2 separate regions of the Hordeum vulgare genome follow, and region 2 is linked to region 1. Evidence: chromatin contacts called from public Hi-C data. All regions are on one chromosome and are shown on one strand. Each heading gives the region's core, a stretch centred on a gene start, on an enhancer-like site or on the middle of the called end of the contact. The rest is flanking DNA. Distances are from core to core; before and after follow the strand shown.

The links. Hi-C and Micro-C count contacts between places; a contact is called where the count stands out from the background.
Region 2: a contact with region 1 is called in a Hi-C map of leaf, with 3 times the contacts expected there. The contact joins the promoter of LOC123410145 here to the enhancer-like site in region 1. A contact is called at or near these places in 3 of 6 Hi-C or Micro-C datasets (leaf and seedling).

Annotation. Positions count from the first base shown.
Region 1 is chr7H:613,982,723-613,988,063 of MorexV3_pseudomolecules_assembly, forward strand. No RefSeq gene overlaps it. Among protein-coding and RNA genes, the nearest start is that of LOC123408955, 8.7 kb to the left of the region's middle. Within about 2 kb of position 2,964, at least 1 of the 3 cell types and tissues checked has open chromatin away from gene starts, as enhancers often do. A contact at or near this core is called in leaf, where this site is marked.
Region 2 is chr7H:614,020,346-614,025,686 of MorexV3_pseudomolecules_assembly, forward strand. LOC123410145 (carbonic anhydrase, chloroplastic-like) reads right to left here and starts at 2,552. Exons shown (of 5, transcript XM_045103041.1): 1 at 2,401-2,552; 2 at 2,227-2,275; 3 at 567-823; 4 at 378-483; 5 at 1-269. The coding sequence starts at 2,459. The coding sequence ends at 135.

The DNA.
Region 1 (5,341 bases), core at 1,714-4,213:
TATTTTTAACATGAACATTTTTTGAAATTATGAAAAAAATTGAAAACAAAAACATTTTTTTAAATTAAAGAAATAGGTTTTACAACACTAACATTTTCTGAAAGTTGAACACAAATTGAAAATGAAAACATTTTTTAAATTGGGAATAAAATTTAAAGAAATAACATGTTATAAAATTCTAAATAGTTATTTAAAATTTTCTAACAAAAAAGTGGAAAATAAAAAACAAAAGAGGAAAGAAAATAAAATAAAAAACATTAAAATGGAAAAAAAAGAAAAAAAAAGGGGAAAAGGCGAAATAGAAAAACCGGTTAGGAACCTCCTACAAGTTTCCAAACCTGGAAAAACCGGCTGGGAACCACCTAGAAGATTCGCAAAACGGGGAATTGCTCAAATGTTTGAATGGGCCAGGCCACCCGAAAGCTCGTCGATCTGCCCTTGTGAGTAGCCTCGACTACTTGCCACAACGAGCGGCAAATAGGAATTTCCATTAAATTTAGTTATCTTACTAGGAAGCATAGTATAAAAAACCGAACCGATGAGACCGACTGTTCAGGTTTTTATCGGTTGGACCGCTGGTTCACGTTCAATGTCTGGTTTTTCATGCCATTAATATTGCATTTTGTGTACTAGTGGCATACAAAATAGATGAAAAATACAACCATTTACTTTAATTTGGCAAGAAAGTTAGCTAGTCAAGATGCTTATGGGTTAAATGTGCAACTTGCACACACCTATATCTAGGATCCTAGGTTTGATTCCCTTTTGTCGCAGGTTATTTTTCTATTTTTATGTGTGACACCGGTTCAACCGTCGGTTTTATAGCTCTAGTTCATGCAAAAAATCCATCGGTTTACATGGTTTTCTCGGATCTGATTGCAAGTCTGTCTCTTTAGCTTAAAAAATGGGACGGGGCGTAGGTTTTGGTTTTTTCTATTCCGACCGGCTGCCCGGTTCGGTTTTGAAACTAAGCTTGGAAGTTGGAAGTCGAGCGAGACTTTTAGGTGAGCCTAGCACAAGTTGCTTTGTAGGTTGAGGTCGCTAGTTCGAATCCCTATTGTAACGTTTGCATATTTGTTTCCTCTTTATACTGATTTCTGACGAGCGGGCCTAACTGTTATATAGACGTAGCTACACTTCACGGGTTTGTTGAAGGAAAACGAAAGGTTTTTCCTTGATGAAAAAAACCCAGGGTGTTTTTCATAACTGTTATATAGACGTAGCTGCAGCTCTAACCTTCCTTTCCCCGACATCGACGATGAAAGCCATGCGATCCGAGCAGAGATCGAAAGAATCAGCGGTTTCTTGGCGGCCCGCTCCGACTCCGATACCAGCTGACTTTCGACCGTCCACGACGTTTTCCGACGGCGCCGCCGCAGGGACACCTCCGGAAACAAGTTGTCCCATTTTAACCGGCCCGACGAGTATCACCTGGCTGCTCATGCCGGACTTCCTTTCCCCTCCGCCGCAGCGTCTTCTCCATAGTTCGCCCCATCACCGATGTTCGTGCTCGGTGACGGCGAGGCAACTCGTCCCATAGCGACTTGTCCCCTTTCGAGCGACGAGGGCTCATAAGTGTGTGCTGCAGATCTAACCTTCCTTTCCCCGACATCGCCGATGAAAGCTATGCGATCCGAGCAGAGATCGAAAGAATCAGCGGTTTCTTGGCGGCCCGCTCCGACTCCGATACCAGCTGACTTTCGACCGTCCACGACGTTTTCCGATGGCGCCACCGCAGGGACACCTCCGGAAACAAGTTGTCCCATTTTAACCGACGCACCGAGTATCACCTGGCTGCTCATGCCGGACTTCCTTTTACCTCCGCCGCAGCGTCTTCTCCATAGTTTGCCCCATCACCGACGTTCGTGCCCGGTGACTGCGAGGCAACTCGTCCCATAGCGACCTGTCCCCTTTCGAGCGGCGAGGGCTCATAAGTGTGTGCTGCAGATCTAACCTTCCTTTCCCCGACATCGCCGATGAAAGCCATGCGATCCGAGCAGAGATCGAAAGAATCAGCGGTTTCTTGGCGGCCCGCTCCAACTCCGATACCAGCTGCCTTTCGACCGTCCACGACGTTTGCCGATGGCGCCGCCGTAGGGTCCCCTCCGCCGGCGCCCGTCACACGATCTGACTGCCCGATGGCGTGGTGTTGCTGACTTCTTTCGGACGCGTGGATTGGGCTGGTTCTAGGATGTGCTTGAAAATGATGTTACTGTGGACTAACATCAGCGGCGGCGGCATGTCGTGAGCGCACACGAGCTTGACGGCCGCCGACGAGGAGAAGGGCCAAGAAGACGACAGGGCTGAGAGATCCTTCAAGCTAAATGGGGGCCTGTGTGGCGTTTCTGTTTCATTGTGGGGATCAGCGAGTTGGTACCGGTGCTAAGCACACACATGAGGGCTATCGGAGTAACGAGTCCTGCTCACGTAAGATACGGTAGGACCAAGCGGACAGGCAATTAGACTATGACACAATTTTTTTTGAAACAGAACATGAACGGGTTTCTGTTTCTTCCCACAGAACAAAGAAAACTATCTAAAACTAGAAAATTGCACTGTCCCTGACAAGATTCATGCATTAAAATGAACATGAAAATCGTTTTGCTTCAGGAATATACCTTTTTGGTTTTGATAATACTGCTTCAGGAATATACGGCTATACAACCTACGAACGAGGTATGTGTCACATGAATATCAGCTTTCAGTCTTGGGTGCAGGTCCTGCACATTCTTCCTATTTTATCCAGAAAATCAGTATTCAGTCTTGCGGGACGAAGCTGGCAGGCAATTAGACTACGACACAAACTTTTTTGAAACAGAACGTGAACGGGTTTCTGTTTCTTCCCACGGAAGAAAGAAAAACCATCTAAAACTGGAAAATCGCACGGTGTCCCTGTCAAGATTCATTCATTAAAATGGACGTGTCCCTGTCAAGATTCATTCATTAAAATGGACGGAAAAATCGTTTTGCTTCAGGAATATACCTTTTTGGTTTTGCAAATACTGCTTCAGGAATATACAGCCATACAAACGAGGTATGTGGGTCACATAAATATCAGCTTTCCGTCTTGCGTGCAGGTCCTGCACATTCTTCCTATTCTCTCGAGGAAATCAGCTTTACAAATGTTTTTACAAATCAGCTTTCAGTCTTTTTTTACTGAATTTTACAAATGTTTTTTGCTTGCTTAGTTTATCCAGCATTAGGGCTCTCTCGCATATTTGTCCTGAATTTACAAACGTCTTGTGGGAATTCATATTTTTTCGTTATTTCTCCCATTTGTTTTGAAAGCAGGCATCGGTTTTGAATAGTCATTATCTTTGACCATTATATAGTGAGTTGATACAATAATTTCTCATTTCCAGGTCCATGGATAAACGGTAAATGGAACTAGTACCAACTACTCTCTCCGTTCCTAAATATAAGTTTTTGTAGAGATTTCACTAATGGACTACATACGGATGTATATAGACATACTTTAGAGTATATATTCAATCATTTTGCTTCGTATGTAGATCCTTAGTGAAATTGCGGAACGGAGGGAGTACCAAGCAACCAAATACACGGCATATATTAGCAAGCCTGATCACAAGGAATTATTCAAGAACAAACACGGGTATTGATGAGTAGCCCACGCAACTGATGAACAAATTAATTTCACTACTCACATATTTTTGTTAATCCACAAGAGAAGAACGCAGTACGATGCAGTTCAACCGCAAACAGTCAAAAGAAAAAGAAGCAGAATCAACGTGATGGCCACACATGACATGACAGCGGAAAAGGGCTCGACATCTTTTGGTCAAGAATTGAAGAAATAACTCTACAGACCTGTGCATATGGCCGCCGTCATCTTTTTGGTTCACGGCCAATACTGCATGCAATTGCTGATTTACCAGTAAACCGTTGGATCAGTGTCGTCGACGTTTTGCATTGCGGCGCGCCGGCATCACCTCGCCCTCTAGCTTGACGACGTCCTTGGCGAGGGTGACGGCCGCCACGTCCTCCATTGCCTCCTCCTCGGAGAGACGCAGGGAGAATTTCACGGGCGGCGCCGGTGCATTCCCCTGCCTCGCCCGCCGCCGCGGCCTCTTCACCGTCTTGGCCTCCTGCCCGAAATACCTGGCCACGTCGGATAGTAATTTGCCGCTGCCCGTCGCCAACGCTGTCGCAACTCCTAGATCGTAGAGATCGCGTTCGCCATTTGTGTCGCCGGAGGTGGACGACGATGTGCACGTCGAGGACCCGATCGGATTGTCCTGCAGTGCCGGCGAACGGACGTGTTCCCCAGAAGGAACCCTAAGAGACTGTAGATCCATTTCTAGATCAATGGCGGACACTTTGCCGCTTGCCACAGCTTTGATGGCCTGATTGACCATGTCGTCATGGCCGGCGATGACGTCCACCGGCGGCGCCGTGGGCGATCCGGACGGCGGACGGATTGCCAGAGTTAAAACCCTGATATCTTTTCTCGCGGAAGCGTCCTCCAAGGCCTCGCGGTCGTCCGTGTACACGTCGAGGTCGCCGCGCCGCACGAGCTCCGCCGAGGCGTCCACCAGCTCGTCCATCTCCTTGCCCCGGACACGTCTGTTTCCGGCGGGCGCGCCCGGGGCGCCCTTGAGCCTCCGCAGCGCGCGCGGGGCCGTCTCGCCGGGCCGGAGGAGGGCGGCGATCCGCTTCTTGATGTCGAAGACGGCGCGGGAGCCGACGACGCCCTCGAGGATCCGCTCGTCCTCCTCCTGCCTATCCATGGCCTTCCTCGCGCGCTTCGTCATGGCGGCCTGGCCGTCGCCGTCGACGTCGCCGGCGGCGCCCAGCCAGGCTTCGTCTTTGTTGCCGCCCCGCGCCGCGCGCTCCACGAAGCTGCCGGTGGCGTCCAGGAACCCGGTGTCGCCGCCGGTGCCTTGCGAGGCGGCACCATCCGGCATTTCGTCGTCGTCGAGGAAGTCGTAGGCCGCGGGGCCGTAGCAGCGTCGTGCTTCGGCGGCGGCCTTCACGTCGTCGTCGTCGGGGTCCACGGCGGGGCGCTTGGTGCGGCGCGGCGACTCCATAGCGTTTGGCCGGAGGGAAGAGACCGGGCGGCGCACGATTATAGTTGAGGCGAGCCCCGACCTGACGTGAGAGGTTGGATGCATGCTCGCATGATATACCCACGTAGTTGTTGGTGCGCCAGTCGGATTCGGTTTGGACTTACCGACGTAGCGAACGAACGCGCACATGCATCTTTGCAATTGTTTTTGTTTTGTAGCATCTGCCGTGCTACAAAATCGTGGTCGTCGGTGTTTCCACTGTCGTTGATGCTGCATCATCACCGACGAAGCTGCAGTGCAACAAGCGTTGTGTT
Region 2 (5,341 bases), core at 1,302-3,801, 37 kb after region 1:
GAAAATAACGAGCAGTGCATGGTCCATGTCGTTCACATCGATGCATCATCCCCACGGTATCTTTGATATGATATATGTGCGCATGTATGTATGGATGTATATTTGGGATTTGAGCAATGGGAGGGGAGATTGATTTACAGCTCCCATGTGTCGAACTTGCCGGAGACGAAGTCGTAGTGGCCGCCGACCAGCTTGAGGGTTCCGTTGGCCACACCCTCCTTGACGAACGGGTAGGTGCTGAGGTTCTGGAGGGACACGTTGACGGCCTCCTGTGGGAATGCAACGAACGGTTCAGAAATATATCATCTCTTGGTCAGCGAGTTGATCAATTCATTCACGTCCAAAGTACGAAATGGTAGATGGGAAATGGTGCGAACCTTCTCCAGGACGCCGCACTGGTCCTCGAATGGCATCTCGGAGCACTCGTCCTTCACCTTCTTCCTGGCCGGGAAGCCAATCCTGACCCAGTCCTCGACGAAGTGGCTGATACATAAGCAGCTCCGGTCAGAAACATACGAAATAAAACTTCATTCGGATTGGAAACGTGTTTTCCTCCACCAACTTACAATGTGTCGTCCGCGCCATCCTTGAGGTTGAGCAGGGCCTTGATCCCGCCACACCGGCTGTGGCCGATCACCACGATGACCTCGACCTTGAGGGCGCAGACGGCGTACTCGATGGCCGACCCGACGCCGGTGTGCTTGTTCTTGCAGTAGCAAGGGACCATGGCAGCGATGTTGCGGACCATGAAGGCCTCGCCGGGCTCCAGGCCCAGGGTCACCGACGGGCACACGCGTGAGTCGGCGCACGCAAACACCATGTACTGCACAACCATATTGTTTTCTTGCTTTAGTCGATGACGTTTCATAGTTGTTGGTGATAAGCAAACGCAGTTCTATTCAGGCTTTGACTGCTTTGGCCATCCGGGTAGAACAAATGAATAAGCACAATATGCTGATAGCGTGATACGTGGAGTGCACGTTTCTGAGACATCTTGCCAAGAAACTCTATCACTCTTGACATTCTGTCCCGGCGCGCTTTTTATCCAGCACGGCGGGAGAAAACCAGAAATAAATCTTGCTTTTGCGACAAGGAACCGAAAAGACAGAAAGCCAAGCAAAGCAAGTGGCGGCAAGGTTCCTCCGTTGCTGGCCCAGACCAAAAAACCTAATGAAGACTTGATGATGACCCGTGAAAGTAGACCCAACAAAGGACTTGATCATGTATTCGCCATGACTTTTTGCGAGTTATCTAGAATCTAGAATGGAAGACAGGACCACCACAGTCTGCAAGTTGCTCCAAAGATTGATAGCACTTCCATAGTTCGGCAGGCCTGCTTAATTATGTATATATGCAGAGCGGCAGGGCCAAAGCCATGGATGGCTTTATTCCCTGTTCACGGTTCTTGTGTGTGGGATCTGACGTGGCCGGTGCCAAGATGGTGAAGGCTCCATAATGGACATCGTTATCAAAAAATGTATATGCTCAAATGTGATACTGCAGAGTGGCGGCTATTTTCTAAGGAGAAAATATGAGACGCCTGGGACCTGAAATTCAACACGGACAGGTTGTTGGTCCGGTTTTTTAACAAGGGGGCCTCAACAACCTAACACGGCATTATCAGGCACGCCAATGGAGAATCTCAAAGAGAGGGACAAAAATGCCTCTTCTTGTACTAGTTGCAAGATTCTTAACATCAAAGTTATCCAACAAGAAAGCAGGAAAAGCAGGAAAGAAAGAAAGAACAATATTCTTTCTTTATACCCATCATCGTCCACAAGACCACAAAGAGATAAGGACCGGGACATCTCAATAAGCCAAATCATATATCACGACAACACACACATGGGCGGGGTTACCACAGCAAGCATGATCCGATTTCTTGGATGCGCATGACATGTGGTGGTTAATTGGTAAGGGAATCCACGATTATATTTCATACTAGGAGGATTAATTGATTGCCCCTCTTGGTTGTTGGTTTACCAGTGCATAACCTAGTATCAAGTGGCCGGCAGGCAGTGGCCCGTTCAATGAGGACAAAGCAGCCGTTTCCATTTCTTAATCCACTCCACTTTGACCGTAATTAACACGAAATGCTACGGGCAGCCCCAGCGCAAACCCGCGGCGGAGTTTGCCCCGGACCGGACGCCGAACGGCGGAACAAGGGACCGGAGTTGGTTGCTAGCTAGCAATAGAAGGAAATCAGATTGTGTGTATTGTGTATACCTTGGGTGACTGGTGGGCCTTGAGGGGCTCGAAGAGATCCGGCTTCTGGCTGCCATGGCGAGAGAATAATCATGTTAAGATGACTGAAATAGATAACCTCAAGGAAACCGGACCAAATCATGATCGAGGAGGAGGGTTTGTTCCGGTTAGCGGCGGGACGATGGGAATACTTACTCGTAGACCTCGGTCTTGAACTTCTCGAAGCCGGTCTTGAGGCGCTCGACAGGGTCCATCTCGAGCAGGAGGAGGTGTGGATGAAAGAGACGAAACTTGGTGGAGGGTGGGGGAGGATAGTTAGATGTTGGGTGGGCTTCTGAAATCGGGAGGAGGAGGAGGACGGACCTTATATAGCAGCCGGGGAGGGGAGGGGAGGGGAGGGGATGAGGCGTAGGGGCGGCCCCCGCGTCTCCGCTGGTATACTATGTTTGGAAATGGCGTCTCCCCGGATTGGTAGCGGTCAAAGAGAGATGACGCCACGTGAAAGGAGTGGGGCTGCTGGTTTCGTGCCCGATCGCCGTTTCTTCTTTCTCTTTTAGCATACTCCTGTTTGATCGGATTATATTAAGCGCGCCCGCCCGTGAGTTGATGGCGACCACCGGACCTTTCTTTGGAGGTGAGAAGAGGAGACGGTGGAGAACTGGGGGCAGGAAGGGACGGACGGCCGAGTTGGAGCGCGCACGGGAAAGGAGATAGACACAAAGAATACGCAACGGTGTGGCCGTACGTGTGGGGTGGGCTTGTGTGGTTTAGGAAGTTTTGAGATGCACCCGCATGCATAATTTGAATTGATCCTAGCCGCTGATCAACCGTGGGTAGATTTCTGACTACCAAAAAACATAGAGAAGTACTTAGTAGAGTACAATTTTTTTGACCGTCACAAAAATACGAAATAGTCAGAAATTTTTCTGGCTATTGATTAGAGTGTTTATTCTTCGTCCATTTACGTTCGGTACACTATAATTTCTTTCCAAGTTTATTCGCAAGGATGATGCCTTTCTTAATTTCTATAATTTGAAGAATGAAAAAGGAGTCTATAATAGTCCATGCATTTATCTTCCTATGCCTATAGCATTGTACCAGTAAATTTACGTCTATCCAGCGACCTAAATTAAGCACGCAATAAATATTATACAAGATATTAATATATGTGAAAATTCCACAATTTGCATGCAATTATTATATTATCTAATATCAACGTGCAATTAATATTTTACAAAAATATATCTAAGAAAATATTCAACAAAAATGAACACATTTACTAGGTAGTATAACCAGGAAAAAAATCCAAAGAGGCAGATCCAAGTAATCTCGGACGTCAAATCACGTGGACTCAACAACCTAAATTGGTTCAAAGGCGAGCGCTCAGCAAGTTTAACATGCAATAAGTATTATAAAAATATCAATATCAGTGAAAATTACATAATTTATCGCGTAACAAATACATAACCTTATATCGACGTGCGATTAATAGTCTACCAAATATATTTAAAACTATATTTTCCAAATACGAACGTGCATTGCATATCCGCATTTACTATTATGCCCAAATAAAAGATCCAAGTAATCTCGGAAATAAAATCACATGGACCAAATGGCCTAAATTGCTTCAGAGAGGTGAGCGCTCAATATATTTAGCATGCAATAAATATTATACTAACTATCAATATTAAAGAAAAAACAATAATTTAACGTGCAACTAATATATAACCTTATACCAACTTGCAATTAATATTCTACCAAATATCTCTAGAAATATATTTTCCAAATATGAACGTGCATTGCACGTCCACATTTACTAGTATACCAAGATAAAAATACTTAGTGTGCATATCAAATTAATCTCGCCATCAATTCATGTCATTCGAATGACCTAAATTGCTTAAATGGTGAGATCTCAAGATGTTAAACATGCAATTAATATTATACAAAATGTCAATATCCGCAAAAGAGGTATACGAAGAAATCATCACCAGAGGTCTTTGCAGTCTTTTGTCTCTTGCCCCTACCACGGGCTTCCTCGTCATCCTCCTCAGGATTTTCATCATGTGTTTGTTCATAATATTCCATAGGAATGGCAGGCTCAGGAGTTATCTCAGATTCCTGTCTAGAAGTGCTTTGCATATCTCTCATGGGAAATATATCCTCAAAGAATGTAGCATCCCTCGACTCCATTATTGTACCGACCTTCACGTCAGGTACCTCAGATTTCACTACTAGAAATCTATAGCCTACGCTATTCTTAGCGTATCCCAAATTAACGCAATCCACAGTCTTTGGTCCAAGCTTACGCTTCTTGGGGATCGGTACATTGACTTTCGCCAAGCAGCCCCAAGTACGTAAGTACGAGAGTGTCGTCCTTCTCTTCGACCACTCCTCGTAGGGAGTGACCTCATTATCTTTTGTAGGAACTTTATTCAGGACATGACACGCGGTCAATATAGCCTCCCCCCATCATGCCTTGGATAAACCCGATGTATCTAACATGGCATTAACCAAATCAGTTAGAGTACGGTTTTTCCGCTCGGCAACCCCGTTTGACTGGGGTGAGTAGGGAGGCGTCCTCTCATGAATAATGCCGTGTTCCGCACAAAATGAATCAAATTCGTTTGAGAAGTACTCTCCACCACGATCAGACCGGACTCGTTTAATTTTCTTTTCAAGTTGATTCTCAACTTCTGCCTTATAGATTTTAAAGTAGTGTAGAGCCTCATCTTTAGTATTTAACAGATACACATAGCAAAACCTAGTGGAATCATCTATCAATGTCATGAAGTATTTCTTTCCACCTTTAGTCAACACACCATTCATCTCACAAAGATCAGAATGTATGAGTTCTAATGGTGCCAAGTGTCTCTCCTCTGCAGCCTTGTGAGGCTTGCGAGGTTGCTTTGCTTGCACACACGAGTGACACTTAGAACCTTTGGCTAAAGTGAAAGTTGGGATTAAATTCAGTTTTGCTAGCCGCGACATAACACCGAAACTTATGTGACAAAGACGTGAATGCCAAACTTCAGATTCATTAACACTTGAATGAATATTGTTCACGACTTTATTACAAAAATCTGCTATAGAAAGGCGGAACAGACCTCCGCATTCATAACCTTTTCCAACGAAA